Regions from separate parts of the Arachis hypogaea genome. Here region 2 is linked to region 1. A link is a contact called in public Hi-C data. All regions are on one chromosome and are shown on one strand. Each heading gives the region's core, a stretch centred on a gene start, on an enhancer-like site or on the middle of the called end of the contact. The rest is flanking DNA. Distances are from core to core; before and after follow the strand shown. Region 1 has its middle 22 kb from the start of LOC112802476. Region 2 holds the start of LOC112802484 (homeobox-leucine zipper protein HAT5).

The links. Hi-C and Micro-C count contacts between places; a contact is called where the count stands out from the background.
Region 2: a contact with region 1 is called in a Hi-C map of an unstated tissue, with 4 times the contacts expected there. The contact joins the promoter of LOC112802484 here to the enhancer-like site in region 1. A contact is called at or near these places in 5 of 8 Hi-C or Micro-C datasets (leaf and an unstated tissue).

The regions. Positions count from the first base shown.
Region 1 is chr5:105,788,788-105,793,855 of arahy.Tifrunner.gnm2.J5K5, reverse strand. No RefSeq gene overlaps it. Among protein-coding and RNA genes, the nearest start is that of LOC112802476, 22 kb to the left of the region's middle. Within about 2 kb of position 2,690, at least 2 of the 3 cell types and tissues checked have open chromatin away from gene starts, as enhancers often do.
Region 2 is chr5:105,888,247-105,893,462 of arahy.Tifrunner.gnm2.J5K5, reverse strand. LOC112802484 (homeobox-leucine zipper protein HAT5) reads right to left here and starts at 1,771. Exons shown (of 4, transcript XM_025845722.3): 1 at 1,086-1,771; 2 at 571-701; 3 at 1-144. The coding sequence starts at 1,182.

The sequences.
Region 1 (5,068 bases), core at 1,441-3,940:
AGAGAGAGAATGTGTAGGCAAGATGAGACCATCGTCCCTACATCACACGACAACCACAGACAAGCAGGATGAAACCTCCGCCCTTGCCTCGTGCAAGTGCCAAACCACATGCGCAAGCGGGATGAACCTCTGACCTTACCTATCAATAATCTTTTTCAATCTCAACCACACAAGCGGGATAAGACCACTGTCCTTTCCAAATCAGTCATTCAGACCACAATCAGTCATAATCATTTACTTTAATCAATTTTATAACTTGTTAGATCCCTTAACTGAATTCTTTATCAAATACTCAATTTTGTTCTCTCGTGAGCGGGATAACACCACCGTCTTCACTGCGGATGGGACAAAGCCACCATCTCCGTAATATTTCATCCTGTTAACTAAGTGTTTATCCGAGAATAGTTCAATTTAATTTGTCATATCACTTCGTAGTGTATTCAAGGCTTAATTATCAGTTATTCAACGCTATACGGAGGTTAGAGGGGGTTATAACCTCGTTAGAAAGGTAGAACAGTCAAAAATAGTTTTTGAGAAAAATAGGGTTCGTGCGTACGCATCACCTGTGTATACACACAAGTTGCAACTTTTTCCTGACTCGTGCGTACGCATCTCTTGTGCATACGCACAAGGTGCATCATTAGCTCTGAGTGGTGTGCACGCACGCTTCTATGCGTGCGCACACCAACCAATTTTGCTGATTTTTTGCAAACTCTGCAATTTCAGTTTTTTACAGTAGTTTTTCAAATGGGCATAATTTTTGCTACAAAAATTCATTTTCCTACATTCTTAGATGGTTTTAAAGCTCTCATCATCATCTTTAATTTGAGATAAAGTTAATTAAATTTCAAGTTTCGAGCGCCAAGTTATGACCTGTCGAAATTAGTCAAAAATCTGGTTTTACCAATTTCTGTATAATTGTCAATTTCACCAATTTTCAAATTTGCCAGTTTTAAAACAACCTAGCCCAATTCTAGGTATCCTTTTTACACAATTATCAATTTCAAATCATGCCCTAGCCATTTGAAGCCCAAACAACCAAATCCAACTCAATTAACTACTTCATTCCTCATTATTAGCATTAATCAATAATTTCCAATTCAATTTCATAGTCCATCACACTTATGCATCCACAATCATTAACCTAATACAATTAAATCTTTCAATACCTCAATTAAGATTCATAATTTACCAAGAAGGGGATACCTCACCCAATCACGGTCTCCGGCCTAAATCCTCATACTATAGCCTGTCTTAGGCAATCAAACACAACATCCATCAATTCAATCACACATATACACATCACAATATGGCAATGCCACCAACTTACCATAACTTATCTCATTACGATCTCTAGTCCAAATTATCACATCAACCACAATTTTGTATTGAAATCAATCATACTAATTTCTCAAATTCATACTAATTCATATCAAATTCATACATCCAACCATCATGTAATATACACATATATCATTATTCAACGCATCATTCAACACAAAGTTCACACTAACTAATTAATCATTTAGAACAGCAATTACTTCCATTCAACACTATCTTAGGGCCTTTAACCTATGTTTTCACATCACTTTATATAATGTCTACTCGAAACCAGAACCCGTATTTTAATAACGGTAGTTCTCCAACTCTTTGATTATCACTCTGAAAGGACCCAGGATTCAATTTGCACTACCGAGCCTCCACCAAGTGCTCCACAAGTAACCCAATTGCCAAAACCACACCAACATCAACCAAGCAATCCAAGCTACTCCAATAAATCCAAACTCACGAAATTCTCAACCTAGGATTCATATAAAATGGAGGTTTAAAGAAGAAAAAAGTCACCATGTCTTATCCCATTTAAAATTTGGATGAAATTCAACTATAATCCATGTTAGAGCTTTTTTATTGCGTCAAAATTACAAAATTTCAACACCAAACATACCAAAACACGAAGGGCAGAAACATAAATGACTCAGGATTCTTGGAAGTACTCACCACAAAAATGGTATAAAATCGAAGAGGACGACGAGGTAGTCGCGTGGCCATAAACGAGCTTTCGATCGGAGATACGGTTTGGAAGTTACAAGAATTTGAGTGTGATGAGTAAATAGTAAAACTTAGGGCTCTCTCTCTCTCTCTCTCTCTCTCTCTCTCTCTCTCTCTCTCTCTCTCTCTCTCTCTCTCTCTCTCTCTCTCTCTCTCTCTCTCCCCGATTCAATTTGGTCTCAGTCCAAATTTTCGTTCTAAATGTTTTTCTTGTCATTTTTATCGTTTTGATTTTCTCACACGCAGTACCGAATAAATTTAAATCGGTACAATTAATTTTAACACTATTACACATTTGTCTACAATTAATTATATTTTTGCGTTTAATTTTATTTTCTAAATTAAATTCTCATCGGTGTCCTCAAATTATAAATTTTTTATTTCTTAATCTTTTGTTCCTATAATTATTTATTATTTATCTGAATTTTACATCGAGAAATTTATAATTCGCACCGTCCATCTCACAAGGCACCCGCTCCATTTTATCAACGCTTTTACCGAAAAGTCTTTAAAGTTTAAACCCTGCGATTTCGGCCAAGAAAAAAATATCTTTTTCCATACACGTGGATTGCACATCCATTATTGAGCCATTTCAGAAAAAATCTCACCTCAATCCAATATTTAAAAAAAAAAATAGACCCATCAAGCATATATAGTATGCATTAGGAAAATTGAGATGTCAAATCATCTTACACATAATCTCCCCTTCTCATGACTTCTAATTTCCTTTCGGACACAAGAAAGGCCAATTTCATTACAAGACACGTGGTTGCTCTTCACAACATCACTTAAGAAAAAATAGTTTGTATTTTGAATTTCTTAAGGCACTACTGTTAATATAATGTAATATTCCTGAACTATTAAACCAGTCGTTTTTATTGAATTATACCAACTCATATGTCAATTAATTTGGAAGGTTCATGCAAAAGGAATTTCGTGGCATGTGCAAGATGCAAAAATATGATGGACATGGAACAAAAATATTACAGATGCCTTTATATATAATGGAATAAACTTATCAAATGTATATATGCATGCTATCTACAAATTTGGAAAATGATTTTGCATGATCATGAGTAAGCAAGAACTTTATAGTTCAAGACAAAGCACGTGACTAGATTCTATCCAAATTAAACGAATAAACAAAACTTTTAAATTAAATGACACTGTAAATTATTTTTGGACGAAGAATATTTGAAAATTTTTATGGCCTCCTTCCATGTTTTGCTGAGTCGTCCAACCATTGGGCCCCTCTCCGGGAACATCGGTCTCGACTCAATTGAAATTCAATAAATAATAAATAAATAAAAGAGCAATGCTAGGGGGCCAGCAATTTTTGTGATTGTTAGCCATCAACTAGTCATCAATGATGATTTGATGGTGTGAGATTGATATGAGATTTCATCCAATGGCTCACCTTCCTCTGCTGGTTACATGCTGGCCAAAATTCAATAAAACTGCTGGCCTTCTAGACTTTTTCTAAATAAAATTAAATAAACAAAGTCCACTCGTCCCCGTAAAAAGTAATGGATTAATTTTGCTTTATCCTCACAAGATAACATAACTCGATAATCTTTCTTTGGAGGCCAGGGATGGTATAACCAAGTTTCTTCAATTTAAAATTACCTTATTCTCATCTTCTAAGCATATAATGAATGGAATCAAGGGAACAATTCATCACTTACTTTTTCTACACTACTTGATGCCACCCAGAAACATGTGATCATTAATAATAATGTGTAACATACTAAATGTTGTTAAGAATATTATTATTGTTCCTGATTCTCCACCTTATAACCTCCCTTTTCCCCCTGCAAAATAGCTAAGATATGGATCCAAGACTTAGAAATGAGGAGACAACATTAGACGAAATATCATATATTGTTAGTCTATGAGTTCATAAATTATGGTGAAATATGGGCAAACAGGTTTTAGACATGATAAAATATATATATAAATAAATAAAAAAGATTAGCTCGTCGGCTATTAAATATATATAGATATGTTTCTGCACATATCTTAGCTAGGTTGGAATCCTTAAAAGTTGAACTTAACTTGAAAGTTTATACAGAAACCCACTTATTAATAATAATAATAATAAGAATATACCAATATACCTATTTAGAAATAAACTCAGTCGGTGAAGATATTAGATTTGCATTTAACGCTTTAAATCTTTAATAAGAAAACATTATTTATTTAAAAACTTCCCTAAGGTAGGAGTTGAAAATTTTTTTTGTCTTCAACCTTTTTTTGTCTACAAAATTGTTCTTAAGATTTAACTTAATTTTAAAATCGTTTTTTTTTTACTAAAATTTTAATTTTTATTACTAAATTACCCCGGATTAAAAAAATATAAAAAAAAAAGAAAGAAAAACGGGTTAAAGGGCTGGGAATAGGGAAAGGGTTAATCTCACAGGGGCGAGGTAGGATTTTCATGGAAGAAGAGGGGGAAGGGCAGGTGGGGAAGGGAATCCGCCGCCGCTGCTCCTCGCCAACGCCGCTACTCTTCGTTGTTCAGTCGTTGGATCTCGTCGCTACTCCTTGTCGTTTGGTCCTCATTGCTACTCCTCGACATCGACGCCAGCAGATCCGCGAGAGTGGACGTCGCGCGCCGTTCGCCGCTTGCCGTCTCTGCTTTTCCTCCTCGCTCGGTCACCGGTCGTCGTTGCTCTTCGCCGGTCGCCGCTGCTTCCGATCGGGTTTGTTGTCTTCTTAGTCCACTTGACAATCATTCCTATCACTGGAACTGGGATTAACCCAGCTAGGAGTCTTGGTGCTGCCATCGTCTTCAACAGACACTATGTATGGAATGATCAAGTATGTCTTCTTTGTTTTTGGCTTTTTTCTTACTCATTTCTTTCTAAATTTCATATGTCCTTTTTTTCATTGTAGTTAATTTTTTGTGTTGGGCCTTTTATTGGAACTGCTCTTACTGCCGTGTACCATCAGATAGTCATCCGAATTATTCCTTTTTAGTCAAGACCGTAATTCATCATCATCATTTCATATGTTTGCC
Region 2 (5,216 bases), core at 522-3,021, 100 kb before region 1:
TTGCTTGGTCTTCCACCGAGCCCTGCGGTTCTGGAACCACACTGCCACCTGCCTCGGCTGCAACCCCAGCTTCTTCGCCAGCTGGGTTTTCCTCTCTGGCTCCAGCTTGTTCTCTTCCTCGAAGCTTTTCTCCAACAGATTGACCTGAAAAATCAACCAGAGAGTGGTGTCACAATAGGAATATTTCCAAGCTATGATATGACACTGCCTTATATCATAATTTTTTTCACAGCAATATAAATCAACGAAACTGAAGGGAATAAGTCAAAATAGCTTTGCTGAAAATCCTTCCCATCAATCTTGTTAATCAGTAAATTGATAACAAGAACAAGCAATTCAACTCATTCTTTCGTTGTGGTTTAAGTAGCAATAAGAAGGAAATGGTTTCGAATTTCTCTTTAAAACCAAACTCAAAGCAAATGTCAAACCAAGACTATATATATGGTTATGGTGTTGACAAAAATATGCTGCTTATCATAAAGAAACATAAGATCAGATGCATATTATACTAAGAGCATCAACATACTGAAACAACCAAAACATAGTTCAATCAATCATCAAACAACGAACCTGTTCGGAAGTGAGGCGGCGCTTCTTTTCTGGAAGCTGCTCCTCATAGTACTCATCATCAAACAGATCATCCGGTGAGCTGAAGAAAGGTCGCCTCTTTGAGCTTTCATCCATGCTCAGGATCGACCTTCCTGATATGATTTCAATTCAAAATCACACGCAAACTAAACAATTAACTCACTTTTGTGCATTACTATCAGTTTCAAACACCAGCTAAAGTTCTGAACTCTAAGAACACAGTAACATAATAACAAAGAAAAGAAAAAATAATGAAAAATTCCAATTCATGACCCATGTTGGATGCACAATCAAGTTGCTTACTTTTAACGAAACCCAAAACAGAATTTCATGTTAATCTGCCCTTTGACCGCCTAAATCCAAAGCAAAAATTTAAACTTTTTCCATTTCAAAGTTGAGAACATTTCCAATTTCCATCATAAGCATCAAAATTCAAAAACCAACAACACAGTTGATCTACAAAAAAACAGAAAGAGAGAGATGAAAGTCAGAGTCACCTCGAAAAGCGAGATCAGCAGTAGTGCCAAGGAAGAGCATGTTGTTGTTCCCCCTACAAGCAGATGGATCAAAGAAAAGCCTCCCACCAGATTCCATGACTCAGAGAGAGACAGAGACAAGAGAAGCAAATAGAGATCACAAAGAAGATGTGTGTGTGTGTGTTTAAGAGTTTGCTTATTATCTTAGCAACTTAGTAGTAGCAAGTAACTAAGAATTCAAGGTAGTAATAGTAGTAGTAGTAGTTTGAATTAGAAGGTGGTTGTGAATATTATGATTATGGGTTGGGATTAAAAGATCATGAGCTTATGGCGGAAGAAGCTGGTTGTCCAAAGCAACCTTGCAGGAGTCTCTAACGGGCATATGCAAAATCCCATCATGCACTGCTTCCTACCAATCTTTCCCACCCACCCAACTCACTCTCTTTTCTGTTATTCAGTTTCACTCTCGGCAACGTAGCCGCGGAAGAAGGAGGCTTTTTGCTCCGAGATGATGGCCGGAGTTGGAATTTTCCGGCGACTGTTAGTGTTTGTGTGTGTCACTCTGTGTGTTATAGTAAACTGTCTTTTGCGGCTAAAGTTGTTCGACTGAGCCACCCCGCCTCTTATACTGCTTATTCCACATGTCAAATTACTCAACTGCCCCTCTTTCGCTCTACATTTCCTTTCATTTTCAACGTCATCATATGCTTAAAATATGCAATTCTTTTCGTTTATTAATTAAATTACTATGAAGATAACTATACATAAATTGTCACTTTATTCATAAATTTTCCAAAATTGAGAACGATTACTTTACCACCGTTCTTTGTTTATTATTATTTTCTTTTTCACACTATTTTTAGTTGTTTAAGGGTTAAAATATTATATATTTAATATTTTTTTAATTTTTATGGTTCGCTGAAAACTTCTAAATATAAAGTCAAAGATGATTTTAATAGAAAAAAAATATAAAAAGGGACATTATTATAGAAGACAAGATATATATAAAATAGAACATAAAAAAATATTACTTCCATTTACATGGAATTTTAAAAATGTTCAATTTGATAGCTGATCCTTAAATAGAGACATTATATTTTTTTTATTAAAAATAGAAAGACTCAAACCCACAATCTTTTAGGTCTTTTAGATGAATATGAAAAGACTATATCATTTGAATTATAACGCATTGATAATTAAAACATTATATTTACGTCAATAGGTTAGATTTAAAATACTATTCAAATTAACCATTTTTTTTGTACAAAATAAAAAAGGTCTAAAACCTTGCTAAATTTTTTGAAAAAAAAATTCTCTAAAGTGAAGAGAATTGTAAAATGATAAGATAATGTGTTAATTATTGTTGAATTTTAAATTTTTATCATGTGAAAGCATTACTATCTTGATTCAAGAGAGATTAAATTCTTATTTTTAATTTTTTTTTATTTTAGAAAAATTTAATCTAATTTTTTATTATCTCTAATAACAAATCATTATTTAAAGAGTGCTGTGTTCTTTATTTTCTTGGAACCGAATGAGTAATATTAAAAATAAAAACAAGTTTATTCGAAAATTTTAAGTTTAAAACATGTATGAATTAATAGATTAGTTGTATTATCAAATTAAAAGTATTTTTTCTATTTGAAACTAAGTAATATTGATTCAAATTGGTTTTTGAAGGTGGCTATCTAAAACAATATGCCCTTTTAGACCATCTTTGGTGGTGTTGGAGCACCATTGTTGGGTATCGACTCTATTCTTTGTTGGTGTTGTTAAAGGGAAACTATGAGAATTGAGTGAGAAAGAAAAGGAGGATGAAGGTGTTGTTAATGGTAGCGAGTTGAAGTAGGTTTTTAGTAGAAGAAATCATGGGACTTACTTCTTCAAGTACTTATTTGAGTGAATAGAAACTCATTACCGAGTTATTTATTTGTTGAAACTTGAAAGTGTTAGGGTGTCACTTGGCACTCCACATCATCATAGGATTGATGAAGTCACACAGGAGTTCGATGAAGTACTAATGTTGATCATAGATTATTTTAGTTTTCAAGGCCAAATTGGTAACACAAGTTTTAGTAACTAATTCGAGTTATTAATATTTCAAAAATCAATTTGTGTCATTATTTTCTAAATAGATATTTTACTTATAATTAGGAGTATACAACATGAATTTGGTTCATTAAATCTGCAAATTGGATTCTCATTTATCAGAATCTTGTGAATTAGATATTAAAAATTATCTAAAAAATAGGATCAGATAATGAATTTGAAAAGCAAATTCATGAATCCGATCTGCATCCTTGGATATTTTTATTTCTTTATCTATTGTATTTATTTATTCTTTTCACTTTTTTTTTTCACACCACTACCTATATATTCTTAATCAATAAAAAATAGTCCGATGTACAAATACTTCACGTTAATGTAAAATTATAAAGATATAAATTGAAGATACTAAAACTACACGTGAACAAATGTTCAAATTAGCACATTAAAAAAATGTCAAATTTTAGCACATCCAGAATCTAAAAACTTACGTATCCAAAATCACAAATCAACATATCTAGAACCCGAAGAAACTTTTTACATTGTTAAATATGAAAATTAATCTCCTACAAATACTGTATAAAACATTATATATTAATGAGTGACCAATGATCGCTTAGCACATCATCAGGTTTGCCAATTCTTCCTTTTTTTTCTAAGAAATTATTAAGTTCAAATTTTTGTGTAAATAATCATAGGGTTAGAATAGTTTTATTCCCATAACATACCAAGCCAATTTATACTAGACTATATAGGGAGAGATTAGAAATGATTTAACATAATATATATTGAGACTTAAGCAGATTGACATGAAATAAATATTGGAGTATATATTATATACATCTTACCCGAAAATCCTAATGAATAAAGTAGTTGTGTCCATAAAAAAAATTAATGTCAACTGGAAATTAAAATAGCAAAACTATAAAGGATACAATTTTGATAGTTTGGTTGATTTAGCTTAGTGACATAATCAAGTTGTGTATGTCATGATATTTATACTTAATGGTTTACGGCTGGTTTATTTTAATTTAAAATATGATTATGCTGAAAATGTAACTTAGCATAATCTTATTATCAAATACAGTGAAACTTAATTTTGACTTGCAACTATCAAATATACGGAAACTGAAACCTAAGCAAGTTGGTTCAAAATCTGTATTACATTGTAAGAAGTAATTGAATTGTTCATATGTATTGTGGTTTTAAATAATTAAAAAATCAATAATGCTTAGAAGTTAGTATATTTTGTGATTTATAATCATTTTTTAATTATTATTAATATTTTTAATAATATAAAATTATATTTAATGATGTAGAATTATATACTCTATTTTTTATGATTAAATACGGACTAAATTTTAATAAAAATACTCTCCTAAAACTTTCTCTTAAAGAATTGTCTTTATTTGACCTTTTATTGTGATGTGATATGCTATCCGCGGTCTTGATTCAAATGCTTAAATAACTTTTTTTTTCTTTTATTTGTTTAAATAAAGTTTTGTTTTTAATTTCTTATCTCTTTTTAGTTTATTTGTGATAAGTGAGGCTAGTCAGGCTACCCGCACATTATTAAACTTGAAAACTCTTCTGTCCTATATTATTATTGTTTTGTTATTCTACTTCTCATTTGTTAAACTTGCAATGGAGACAAAAGAAAGAAAACATTAAAAAAACTCTTATTATTCTTTTGTTTCAATTTTGTTCATTACCGTAAAATGTATCAATCACATTAAAAAATTAAAATAAAACCCCATGCAGCTTCTATCTATATTAATTATTATAAATTTCTAATCCAATTGCAATAGGTGTCCCTGATAGTAATTTAAAATAAATATACAGATATATAGATAAGAAATGGAATCAAAATAGGTGGCCACATGCCTCTGTTTGTTATTAAAATTCAAAAAATTCTTTGCTGCTCTCACTCTCTCAGCAGAGCCAACAGCTCCAACACATGATAAACAGTGTCCATAATAAACTATGTATGTTCATGGAAGATCCAAGTTTGAGGGATGAAAAGACGAGTGGCTTGCATCCAATCCACATGTTGTGGGCCATAAACTTCATCTTCTGGTTGTTTAGCTTTAAATATTCACATGAATT